Regions from separate parts of the Mus musculus genome. Here all the other regions are linked to region 1. A link is a contact called in public Hi-C data. All regions are on one chromosome and are shown on one strand. Each heading gives the region's core, a stretch centred on a gene start, on an enhancer-like site or on the middle of the called end of the contact. The rest is flanking DNA. Distances are from core to core; before and after follow the strand shown.

The links. Hi-C and Micro-C count contacts between places; a contact is called where the count stands out from the background.
Region 2: a Hi-C map of olfactory sensory neurons shows a contact between it and region 1, with 2.3 times the contacts expected there. The contact joins the enhancer-like site here to the promoter of Arih1 in region 1. A contact is called at or near these places in 12 of 39 promoter capture datasets (3T3-L1-derived adipocytes, the C10 cell line, the HPC-7 cell line and 7 more), 18 of 484 Hi-C or Micro-C datasets (the Ba/F3 cell line, CD8 T cells, the G1E-ER4 cell line and 12 more), 1 of 115 datasets of contacts at active chromatin or transcription factors (pancreatic cancer cells) and 3 of 9 other capture datasets (adipose tissue, liver and macrophages).
Region 3: a contact with region 1 is called in a Hi-C map of Th1 cells, with 4 times the contacts expected there. The contact joins the enhancer-like site here to the promoter of Arih1 in region 1. A contact is called at or near these places in 15 of 39 promoter capture datasets (the 3T3-L1 cell line, 3T3-L1-derived adipocytes, the C10 cell line and 8 more), 3 of 15 datasets of contacts at CTCF or cohesin (the G1E-ER4 cell line, large pre-B cells and pro-B cells), 56 of 484 Hi-C or Micro-C datasets (B cells, the C2C12 cell line, CD4 T cells and 34 more), 33 of 115 datasets of contacts at active chromatin or transcription factors (the 230-238 cell line, DN3 thymocytes, the HPC-7 cell line and 18 more) and 4 of 9 other capture datasets (adipose tissue, liver, macrophages and 1 more).

Annotation. Positions count from the first base shown.
Region 1 is chr9:59,484,471-59,488,018 of GRCm38.p6, reverse strand. It overlaps Arih1 (ariadne RBR E3 ubiquitin protein ligase 1), which reads left to right and starts at 1,645. Exons shown (of 14, transcript NM_019927.2): 1 at 1,645-2,040. The coding sequence starts at 1,672.
Region 2 is chr9:59,673,919-59,677,466 of GRCm38.p6, reverse strand. Pkm (pyruvate kinase, muscle) reads right to left here. Exons shown (of 11, transcript NM_011099.4): 9 at 1,733-1,899. Among named protein-coding and RNA genes, the nearest start is that of Gramd2, 4.5 kb to the left of the region's middle. Within about 2 kb of position 1,661, at least 9 of the 459 cell types and tissues checked have an H3K27ac peak or open chromatin away from gene starts, as enhancers often do. A contact at or near this core is called in olfactory sensory neurons, where this site is marked.
Region 3 is chr9:59,336,930-59,340,477 of GRCm38.p6, reverse strand. Bbs4 (Bardet-Biedl syndrome 4 (human)) reads left to right here. Exons shown (of 16, transcript NM_175325.3): 6 at 595-667. Among named protein-coding and RNA genes, the nearest start is that of Bbs4, 15 kb to the left of the region's middle. Within about 2 kb of position 1,872, at least 13 of the 459 cell types and tissues checked have an H3K27ac peak or open chromatin away from gene starts, as enhancers often do. A contact at or near this core is called in CD8 T cells, Th1 cells, Th17 cells and 3 more, where this site is marked.

The DNA of each region.
Region 1 (3,548 bases), core at 396-2,895:
CCTTGCACTCAACCCAGTTTAAATATGTGTGTGTAAAGAAATAAATCGATCATTTGAAAACAAAATAGACATAGACATTATATAAGTATGTATCTATATATTTTCCACTTTTTCAAAGGCAATTTCTAAACAGAATCTATATCTTAAGTACTGTATCTATTAAGGGTTCAGCTTTAATAGATTTTCAGACTGGCCAATCCTTCAAGTTACTGGAAGAGGGAGGTCTCTTAAGCCTCTACTTCCTTCAAAACACTTTCCTGGCTCTGGTGTCCTATTTTCAAGGTATTAAGTCTAAAGCAAACAAAACAAGATAAACCCAGTCTTGGAAAGGCATTAAGTGCTTTGTCATGACCTCTAACTAATTTGCCCAATACTTCCCATTTACTGATTGAGTTTTAAACTTCAGCCTTGTAACTATTGTGAACCTTCTGTTTTGACCCAAGGCCATCTTCCTCTCCTCCTCTGTTGAAATAGCCATCCATCAACCCAGCTCACTTCTGCACTATTTCCAGATAAGCAGTCTCTCTTGGTCTTTGTAGATGTGGTTTGCCTGCACTGTTTCCTGGAATTATCACTGTAATTTACATAAAATGTAAGATTTATTATGTATCAGAAAACCTCTCTGCTCCATTGCTGGGGACTGAAATTGGGGCCTTTGTGCATGCTGGACAGGTGTATGCCACCACAAGGTATATACACTTTTATTTTTAGAGTCTCGGGTGCCTCCGCTATAATCTGGGTACTAGGACTCTGTGGTAATGAGCACTAATCTATGGAAGGCCCTTAGTGATTGAGGAATTGATGGCCTTAATTGAGGAACAGGACTGTCACATTGTTCCGGACCCTCAAGAAGTGCTTGTCAAGATGAGTTCAGGAACTGAGTCTTTACTATGACGTCACATCAGGGGGACCCAAGAACCGCTGTAGAGCCACGAGTGGACAGCAACACTCCAACTACCTGTCACCCAACTTGGAGGTTCCGCGTACTACTACCTTCCAGGCAGTAACTCGGGCAACCGGAATTTTAGCAGCACAGCTACCGGCTTCCCGGAACTAGCCAGGGCGTGTCAGATGTGCCTGTGAGGCCCGGAAGCGAGAAAGGTCCTCGGAGAAAACCTCCGCTTGGGCGCTCCCCAGACTCCTCCCCACGACCGGAAGGCCCCAGCCTCCTCACGTCAAGGAGCCACAGCTTCCCAGTGTCTCCGGGCCACCGCCGCGCCGCCGCGCTCCCGTCCTGCTCAGGCTCGGCCGTGGGGTCTCCCCAAATACTACGCAGGGGCCAAGGGGCGTGGCGCGGTGACGTGCAGCGGACCGACGCGATGACGTAGCGCGGCGCGGTGACGCACGCCCCTTTGTTGGCTCAGTAGCGGTAGCAGCGGCCGCGGAGGTGGCGCAGGGGACTGTTTTCCGTCCGAGCCCGGAGCGGAGCGGCGTCTGACTGAGGCCGGCAGCAAGCGGCCCCCGCGCTCCCTCCCGCCCTGCTCCGCGCCCTCCCCGCCGCCGCCACCGCCCGCCTCCAACCGCCGCACGCGGGGAGCAGCCGCGGCCCACGGGGCCGGAACCAGGCCTGCGTCCGGACGGCAGCCGGAGCCGGAGCGAGAGCCGGGGCCTCGGCGTCCCCGCCCTCTCCGCGCCGCGGCCAGCGTCTGCCGGGCCCGCGCGCGTCGCGCCATGGACTCGGACGAGGGCTACAACTACGAGTTCGACGAGGACGAGGAGTGCAGCGAGGAGGACAGCGGCGCCGAGGAGGAGGAGGACGACGACGAGGACGAGCCGGACGATGATAACCTGGATCTGGGCGAGGTGGAGCTGGTGGAGCCCGGGCTGGGCGTCGGCGGGGAGCGAGACGGACTGCTGTGCGGGGAGACTGGCGGTGGCGGCGGCAGCGCTCTGGGTCCGGGAGGCGGCGGCGGCGGTGGCGGTGGCGGCGGCGGCCCGGGACACGAGCAGGAGGAGGATTACCGCTACGAGGTGCTCACGGCCGAACAGATCCTGCAGCACATGGTGGAATGTATCCGGGAGGTCAACGAGGTCATCCAGGTGAGGGGCCCCGCCACGCCATCTGGCCCCGGAGCCGGCTTAGGGAGCGGACCCAAGGCGGCCTGTGCGGCGCCGAAGAGCAGGCCAGGGCCTGGCTCGTCACGGGCCTGTGTGCCCTGCCGGCCGGTCGGGAGGTGCGCTTGGGCGGTGCTTCCCGGAGTCCTGGCATGGCGGAGGCCTGGGGCTGCCTGAGCGGCTATGGCCGGCAGTTCCTGCATGACTACGGCCGGAGGATGGGATACCGGGGCGGGCTAGAGGCGGGTGAGGTGGTGAGTGTGAAAGAGGTGTCAGAAAGAACCCGGCCCTTTTCTCAAGGTTTATCCCTAGCCCTTGAGTCTTTTGAGCAGTTTCAGATGGGATTAGGGCAGGCCCTTCAGAGCAGCTTTAGTGTATGATTGCTCCAAGTGGGCACCGGCTAATAAAGAAATGGATCTCCTTGGCAGTCCTAAGTGGCTACTTAAAGGTGGGGGAAGGGAACTATTTCTCGGAAGAGGTGCTGATGGACCTTATTTTCTGATGGTGAGGCTTATGCCTACATTTTTGGGGGAGTGGGAGGAGTATGTTTTCTTTGGGACCTAACTGCTACTTCTTCCATTGGTAGCAAGTAACTTGATGGAAGCTGTTGGAATAGTTATTGCAGATCCCCTACCCACCCTTGCAGCTTCGGCAACAATAAAACACAGTGTTGTCTAATTGGACAAAACTCTATTGTGAATTAGAAAGTAGAGGCATTCCGGCTTCTGGACTCTATTCTCTGAAGGTTTCTGTTTCGTGCATAGAAGTTAAACTTGCTTCAGACCAGAAACTGCATCCTATTTAACGCTATATACATCCCGATTTTGTATTTTTGAGCTTTAGGAAATAAATTTACATTTGTTTGGGGGAAAAGTTGTTACAAATGGGATATGATTGGAAAGTAAAGATAACATAGGACCCGGTGGTGAAAGTCTGAAATTTCAGTTACTTAGAAGGTCGAGGCAGATGGATGGTGGCAAGTTCAAGGCCTACCTGGACTACAGAGTGAGCTCAAAGCTGTCCCGGGCAACTTGGTGAGATTCTCTCAAGATAGAGTAAAAAGAGGGCTGGAGATAATAACAGCTCAGTGGTAGAGCAAAAAGTTCGAGGCTCTAGGGTCAGCCTCGAAAAATGTTGGAAAAATGAAAAATCAGAGTGAAATCTTGATTCATTTTAACTTTTAGAAAATAGTAGCTACATGGAAGGAAACTACATATGAACAAGAAGTTACTCTTTTTTTTAAGCACATTGCTTCTTAACTTTAGAATGGACAGATTATCAGTGTTACTGCCTACTTGCTGACTTTCCATTATTAACATGTTTATGGTTTGATTCAGAAGGCACCGTTTTGCAGATTAAACCTTGTAGGCATTAAAGAATGTGTTTGGTGTAATGGAAAAATCTCATCTAGTGTTGTTGGTAGTGGAAACTCAATTTTCATTGTAGATGATGGTGCATTTTTCAATAAAAAAATAAATGGGAGGATTGTAGAA
Region 2 (3,548 bases), core at 412-2,911, 190 kb before region 1:
TGGCTCACAACTATCCATAAAGAAATCTGACACCCTCTTCTGGTGCATCTGCAGACAGCTACAGTGTACTTAGATATAATAATAAATCAATCTTTAAAAAAAAAAAGAAAGAAAAAGAAATCTGGGGGCTGGAGAGATAGCTCAGCAGTTAAGAGCACTGATTGCTCTTCCAGAGGGCCTGAGTTCAATTCCCAGCAACCACATGGGATCCCAGCAACCATCTGTAATGGGATCCGATACCAATGTCCTCTTCTGGTATGTCTGAAGTACGTGTACTCATATAAATAAATAAATTTAAAAAAAAAAGAAAGAAAAAGAAATCTGGGTGGTGATCAGGTGTGGTAAGAGGAATATCTGGCCATTCAAGATCCCCTGGGAATGTAGGGAACCCCTATTCTCAACCTGTAACAAATGATAGTGTCTATCTCTATCAGATTACTCAATTAGCTAGGCACGGGGGACTGAGGAATTCCACAGCAGAGCTTCATGCTAGCCTGCATACATAGGCTTTGAAGGAAGGAGGTAGCTGCTGGAACCAGGAACTCTTCAGAGAAACCCCAGAATTAGCATAGACCTTGTATTTTAGAGCTTTCAAAACTCCAGGACTAAAAATGATAGTTTTAGTGTCCCCATTTCTCAGTACCCCATCATCCCTGGCTTCCAGCTACATACCAACATTCATGGCCAAGCTTACACAGAGGCCACCATCCTCAGCCCAGGCCTAAGTAGCTTTCTGCTACTTAGTTCATGAACACTGCCTTAGGGAGACAGACCAGTGCCTAGTCCTCCACACTGATTTTACATGTGTTTGGCTTTCTGTAGCTAGGCTGTGATACAACTTGCTCTTTCTTCCTCTGCACCATGAGCACTGGGGCTACAGGCACACACCACCACACTTGGGTATTTTTTATCTATCTATTGTGCTATATAGATAGATAGACACTGGGCACCTCACTCTCTCCCTCCACCGTACATTCACTACAGCTGCCTGGGTATTCTGACCACATGCATTAGATTTCCCCAGGACTGGAGTCAGACAGTTGTGAGCTGCCATATATAGGCAGGTGTTGGGCCTCTGAAAGAACTGACAGTGCTCCTAAAGGCCAGACCACCTTTCCTGGTGACCTCTGTGTGCACTTTAAAAAAATAAAAAGTAATAATAAAAAACCTTTAAGGTGCCAGATTCAAATTCAGATAGTCATGATTGTGCAAATCCTTTATCCACCAAGACCCCTCCAAGTGTGTACCCTTGCGCATACCCAGGGCCAGCCTTCTCCGTCCTCCATGGTTTCTGGGGACCAAATATGGGTCAAGCTTGTGTAGCAAGCAACTTTACCAGCTGAGCTATTTTGTGAGTAGGGCTCTGTCCTGGATGGAACTCACTTTGTAGACTAGACAGGCTACAAATCCAGACATTCGCCTACCTCTTTGGCCCAAGTGCTGAGATTAGAGGCATGCTCCGCCATGCCCAGCTGCCACGCAGTGTTCTGTCAAAAGGCCCCACAGTACTAATCACGGTGAAACTGGGTGTTTGTTCCAGCTCTCTGTGAGGCAGGCTTTGAACGTGCACTGGAGCCAGCCAGTTGGTTTGGTCTATCTGTGAGTGCTGCCTGGAATCCTCTAGTGGCAGCCAGGGGCCTTAAACTGGCCCAGAGCCACTCACTCTTGGCATCCTCAAGGAGAGGTGTCAACTGAGCGTGGGCATCCCCAGGGAGCCACTGCCGCCTCCTACCTGCCAGACTTGGTGAGCACGATAATGGCCCCACTGCAGCACTTGAAGGAGGCCTCCACGGCACCCACGGCGGCAGCTTCTGTGGGGTCGCTGGTAATGGGCGCCAGGCGGCGGAGTTCCTCGAATAGCTGCAAGTGGTAGATGGCAGCCTCTGCCTCTCGGGCAATCTAGGGGAGCAACATCCGTCCAGAGGGACGAGGACGGGGGACAGGGCTTTGTCAGAGCTTTGTCACAAATGGAGAGGGAGGAAAGGAGTCACAGACAACTGGGAAGGAACATGTCCCTGGGCACAAAAATGGCCAGGAGAAGGTGAGCCACTCCATGTTCTGAACTGAGCAAGATTAGAAACTCCACAGGAACCATCCTGCACCAGGTGCTGTGACTTCCACTGTGCCCAAGGGAATCCTTTGGTCCTGCCCTATGGTGACCTTGGCTGTCTTCCTGAAGGAGAGAGGCTGTGCCTAGGCTCAGGCACATAGCGGACCTAGTTGCGCGAGAAGCTGGTTATCCTATAATGATACCTGCCCTTAGGGCCCTACCTGCCAGACTCCGTGAGAACTATCAAAGCTGCTGCTAAACACTTATAAGAGGCCTCCACGCTGCCCATGGCCATGGCCTCCATGAGGTCTGTGGAGTGACTGGAGGCTCGCACAAGCTCTTCAAACAGCAGACGGTGGAACATGGCTGCCTCAGCCTCCCGAGCTATCTGTAAGGTTTAGGGTAGGAGGGATAAGGAAGAGGGATAAAGGCAAAAACAAGAGAGACAACACATGGAAAGACAGGGAACTACATCAGAGAGGAAGGAAGGCACCCTTAGGTTTAGGTTTAATCTTTTCTTCATGCAGAGGCAGATGCAGAGGCAGGGTGGTCAAAGCCCATATGCTCCTGGAATGGTTGCGTGGGATTTTGGGCTGCTCCTTTTCCCCTTACTGTTCAAATACAAGGAAAGTTCCTTCCGTTCTAGAAAGATATTATCCTTTTGGGACTTTCCCCTTTGTTTCTTAAAAAAAACCCCATCCCCATGTGTTTATGAGATGGGACTCACCCCCATGTGTTTGAGATGGGATCTTACCATAGCCCCTATCAGCCTTGAACTTGCCACAGTTATCCTCAAAAATCACTATTTTCTTTGCCTCAGCCTCCCAAGTGCTAGGATAACAGGCAGGCACCATCAATTTCTTTTGTTTTTGATTGAAGCTAAGACAGGGACATATTGTTAGGCCCTAGGACCTTGGCATGGAAAGATGCCAAGGTGGAGCCAACCACACTTCCACTTGACCACACTGCCTCATGACACAGCTTACAGGAAGAACTAGGCCTCCCCTCCACACACGGCTGTGTGGTTACAAGACATCTAGCTTAGCCTACATACAAGAGCGAGTCCTTGCACCTGGTTTATAATAGAAACATCTGGGCAGCTCTGAAAGCTGGGGTCAAAGGTCAAAAGAGCCAAAGTTACATGGTGCGCCAGTTCTAAACAGAACAGTGGCCAACTCTGGCTCACTTGAACACAGTGGACAGCCGTGTGAAGAGGCAGATGCCTGAGAAAGCATGCATGCCTTAAGACACCAATTAAAACTTAGCAATTAAAACTGTTACAAAACAGCAAATGTGTTATATATAGACTATCTGTTCAAGTAAAACCAGGCATTAGAATGAAAATCTAAGTTTTAGAGAGTGCAATCCCAAGTATTTTAGTATAGAGAAGATGTAAAACCAATAACTCACATTTATTGGTAGTATTAGCAGATTTGCAAGTGGAAAGTATTCTTTTAGTTACAAATAAATGGAATGCATGCAGCCCAAAGGACATGAA
Region 3 (3,548 bases), core at 623-3,122, 150 kb after region 1:
GTTTTATTTTGCTTTTTCGAGACAGGGTTTCTCTGTATAGCCCTGGCTGTCCTGGAACTCACTTTGTAGACCAGGCTGGCCTCGAACTCAGAAATCCGCCTGCCTCTGCCTCCCAAGTGCTGGGATTAAAGGTGTGCGCCACCACGCCCGGCTGTCTACTTTTATAAAACAATACAGATAGTAGTTACAGAAGAATGCCACCAACATTGGTGTGTGATGACCTTACTGTCTTAGAACAGCGCTGACACAAGCTCTGCCTCAAGAGCTTCTGCTTTTGGGGCGCAATGGTGCCCCCTGCCGTTCCCATACAACCAGCTCAACTTTTTGAAAAATACTTATACAATTTTTAGCTCTGGAACATGTGTAAAATGTGAATTTGTAGAGTTAATCCTACAGGAGTTTAGGTTAGCTGGGTGTGGCAGTGCACACCATAACCCTAGTACTTGGAGCTGAAGGCATGAGGACCGGTTCCAAGTTATCCTTGGTCACACAGTGCATTGGGGGCTAGTTGGAATTACGTAAGGACCTGCCTCAAAAACAAACCAAAAGTAATGAATTGAGGAAGTAATAATTATAGAAAATTTATCTTCACAGGTTTCTTCTGGGAAAACACAAAGCTGCCACTGAAGTATATAATGAAGCAGCTAAACTTAACCAGAAAGACTGGGTAAGTGAGAAACAGCATTTCTTTCTCAGCAAATAGCTCTTTTTTTATTTTTTATTTTTTTGTTTTTCGAGACAGGGTTTCTCTGTGTAGCCCTGGCTGTCCTGGAACTCACTTTGTAACCAGGCTGGCCTCGAACTCAGAAATCCGCCTGCCTCTGCCTCCCAAGTGCTGGGATTAAAGGCATGTGCCACCACCCCCAGCTCTTTTTTTATTTTAATAAGGTCTCAATTTGTGTAGCACTGGCTGACCTGAAATGCATTATGTAGAGCAGGCTGGCCTCAAACCCAGAGAGATGGGTCTGCCTCAGTGGTACTCAGCCACTGCCTAGGGCTTGGCTAGAGCTCTTAGATGTTCACTGTCTTTGATTCTGTCCTCAGCACGGCATTTCTGCGTAGCTTTGTAGACTTTGGTTTATATTTTGCAGCTGTTAGTGTGGCTGACAGGTTTGTACTGGTGTGATTCCAGCCGTGGTTTCCCATGTCATTTCCAAGAGCTTTAGAGGTCACGTTGGTACATTTGGAGTTCGTAAGCATCAGCAGCAGATGTCTTCATATGTACTTTGCATATTTCCCCTATCTGCTTGGCAGTCAGCAGCTGTTTCTTTTGACTTTCTTTGTGTTATGAAAACTTTAAGTGACTCTTCTGATTATTTTCCCTTCATCATCTTCTCTTTTTTATTAGTGTAAATTAACTGTATAAAACAGTGAGTTTCACTGTGACATTTTCATAGTTTAATCATATTCACCTTCCTTATCTCCCCTATTTTCATCATGCACTTATGTAAATTGGGAATTATGTGTAAGTACAAAACAAAGTCAGACTAAACATTGCCTTTACAAAGAGTTTTTCCCCTCCATGAATCCATATCATGGGTTTTTGCATTCATTTGTGGTCCTAGAGTTTCAGGGCTGAGACTTAATCATGGTTAGTTAAATGGCGCCTGCTGCAGCTCAGAAGTATTAATTCATTGAAAGGAGCTCAAAGAGCAAGGAAGAGCGAGTCCCAAAGGAACCTCTGCTGTATCTCATCAGCCGTAGCCTCTGAAAGGAAGGCTGGAAAGTCCTTGCTAACTGGAGTGGGGCGCTGTAGTGAAGGGAAAGAGGACTGGGTCTCTGGAGGATGGATGAGCAGCTCCTCTCATCCTCTCACTGTCTGCGACACTCATTGTCACTTCCTGTCAGATTCAGCAGCCTTGTGGCTTTTATGAGGGATGGATTTGACTCCACCTTGTTCTGTTTTCCTTTGCATACTTCCTGCGCTGTTAGCTGTTTAAGGCGTATTGGTGCTTTCTTTTCAGGTTTCACCTACTGCAGAGATTCATCAGGGGTGAGTTAGGGACTAGTGTATGTAGAGAGCATTAAAAGGCCAGAAAGGTGGTATTCCCTGATGAAATGGAATATATACAAGTTTTGGAGACAGGCTTGAATTGAAGGCACAGTTCTTGGTAATGTAGACATTATTTCTATTGTGGTTTAAGAAAAAAAATAATTTTAGAATGTGAGAGCTTCATGAGACAAAGACTAGTTTTTAGGGTTGCTTTTTTTCAGGTAGATAATAGTATTATAAGTTTAAAACAACTTTTTCAAAGATTTATTTAATTTATTTTGTGTGTATGAGTGTTCTGGCTACATGTATGTCTGTGTGCCTACATGTGTAAAGTGCTTTTGAGGCTAGAAGAGGATGTTGGATCTCTTGGAAGTGAGGTTACATATGGTTGGTTGTGAGTCACCGTGTGGGTGCTTTGAACTGAACCCAGTGGAAGAGCAGCCAGTGCTCTTAAGTGCTGAGCCATCTCTAGCCTTGATTTTTTTTTTTTTTAAAGATCATGTCTTTGAGAAACATGTACTGAAATACTTATGAGTGAAATGTTATGTTATTTGGATCGGATGCTGTCGGGTGCATGAGTCTGTGACGCTGCGTGTACATAGTCAGGATACACAGCTAAAGAAAGGAGACAAAGCGTCCCAGCACTGGCCCTTCTGTGTCAGGGAAACTAACTTCCCCGAGCTTTGGTTTCCTATAAAACTGGAAAATCTATACCGATGCTGCGAATTTCTTAGAGAATTTAAGTAAGGTATATGACAACAACAGGCATCAAGCCTATCACTGATTGTTTTGTTGTTTGAGGAGGTGTGGAACACATTAAACTAGCTTCTCTGAGCTTTGTGGTCTGTTCCTGAGACAGGGCTGCATCCCTGCCACTCACAGGTGCTTGGCCCTCTTGCCTTCCAGGAACACCCTCCTTACTCCTGGTTTCTTTTCTAAAGCTGCTAATAAAGTCAGTTTATTACAAAGGAATTCCAGAGACTTCACAACACTTAGGCCAGAAGACACATGTCAGTCTTGTAGTAAACTGGAATTAGAAGTTAGCAGCAGCCCAGGTAGTTACTGCGGCCTTTTGATTCATCTTTCTTTTCCACACAGGTCAGAGGTTAGCAAACTGTTTTTGTAAAGGACTACTTAGTATGTAGTTATTGAATGTATTTAGAGAATCTTACAGCTTTCTACACTGCTAGAGGTACTTAGCTCTGTAGTTCTGGTTCTAGTGTAGAAAAGCCATAGGAAGGAACTTTACAAAGAAGACCGAATTTGTCCTCTGCCCTCTGCTATGGATTTCAACAGATTAGTGTCAGAGATACACATTTATGACAGTGGCTCCAGGTGGCACCACTGGTTCCTGAATCACTAGGGAAGGTAGTACTTGTTGTCACTGGCCAGAGCTCCTTCTAATTTCAGATTTTTATAGAAAAGGCCCAGGTATCCAGAAGCAGGGAAACAGGATTTCCTTAACAGTGGAGCTCCCAGCTTGTAGTCCACGCAGCAGGGGCTATAGGGGGTTTTCTCCTTAGAAAAGGACACAGTGTTTGGATCCTAGGCTGCT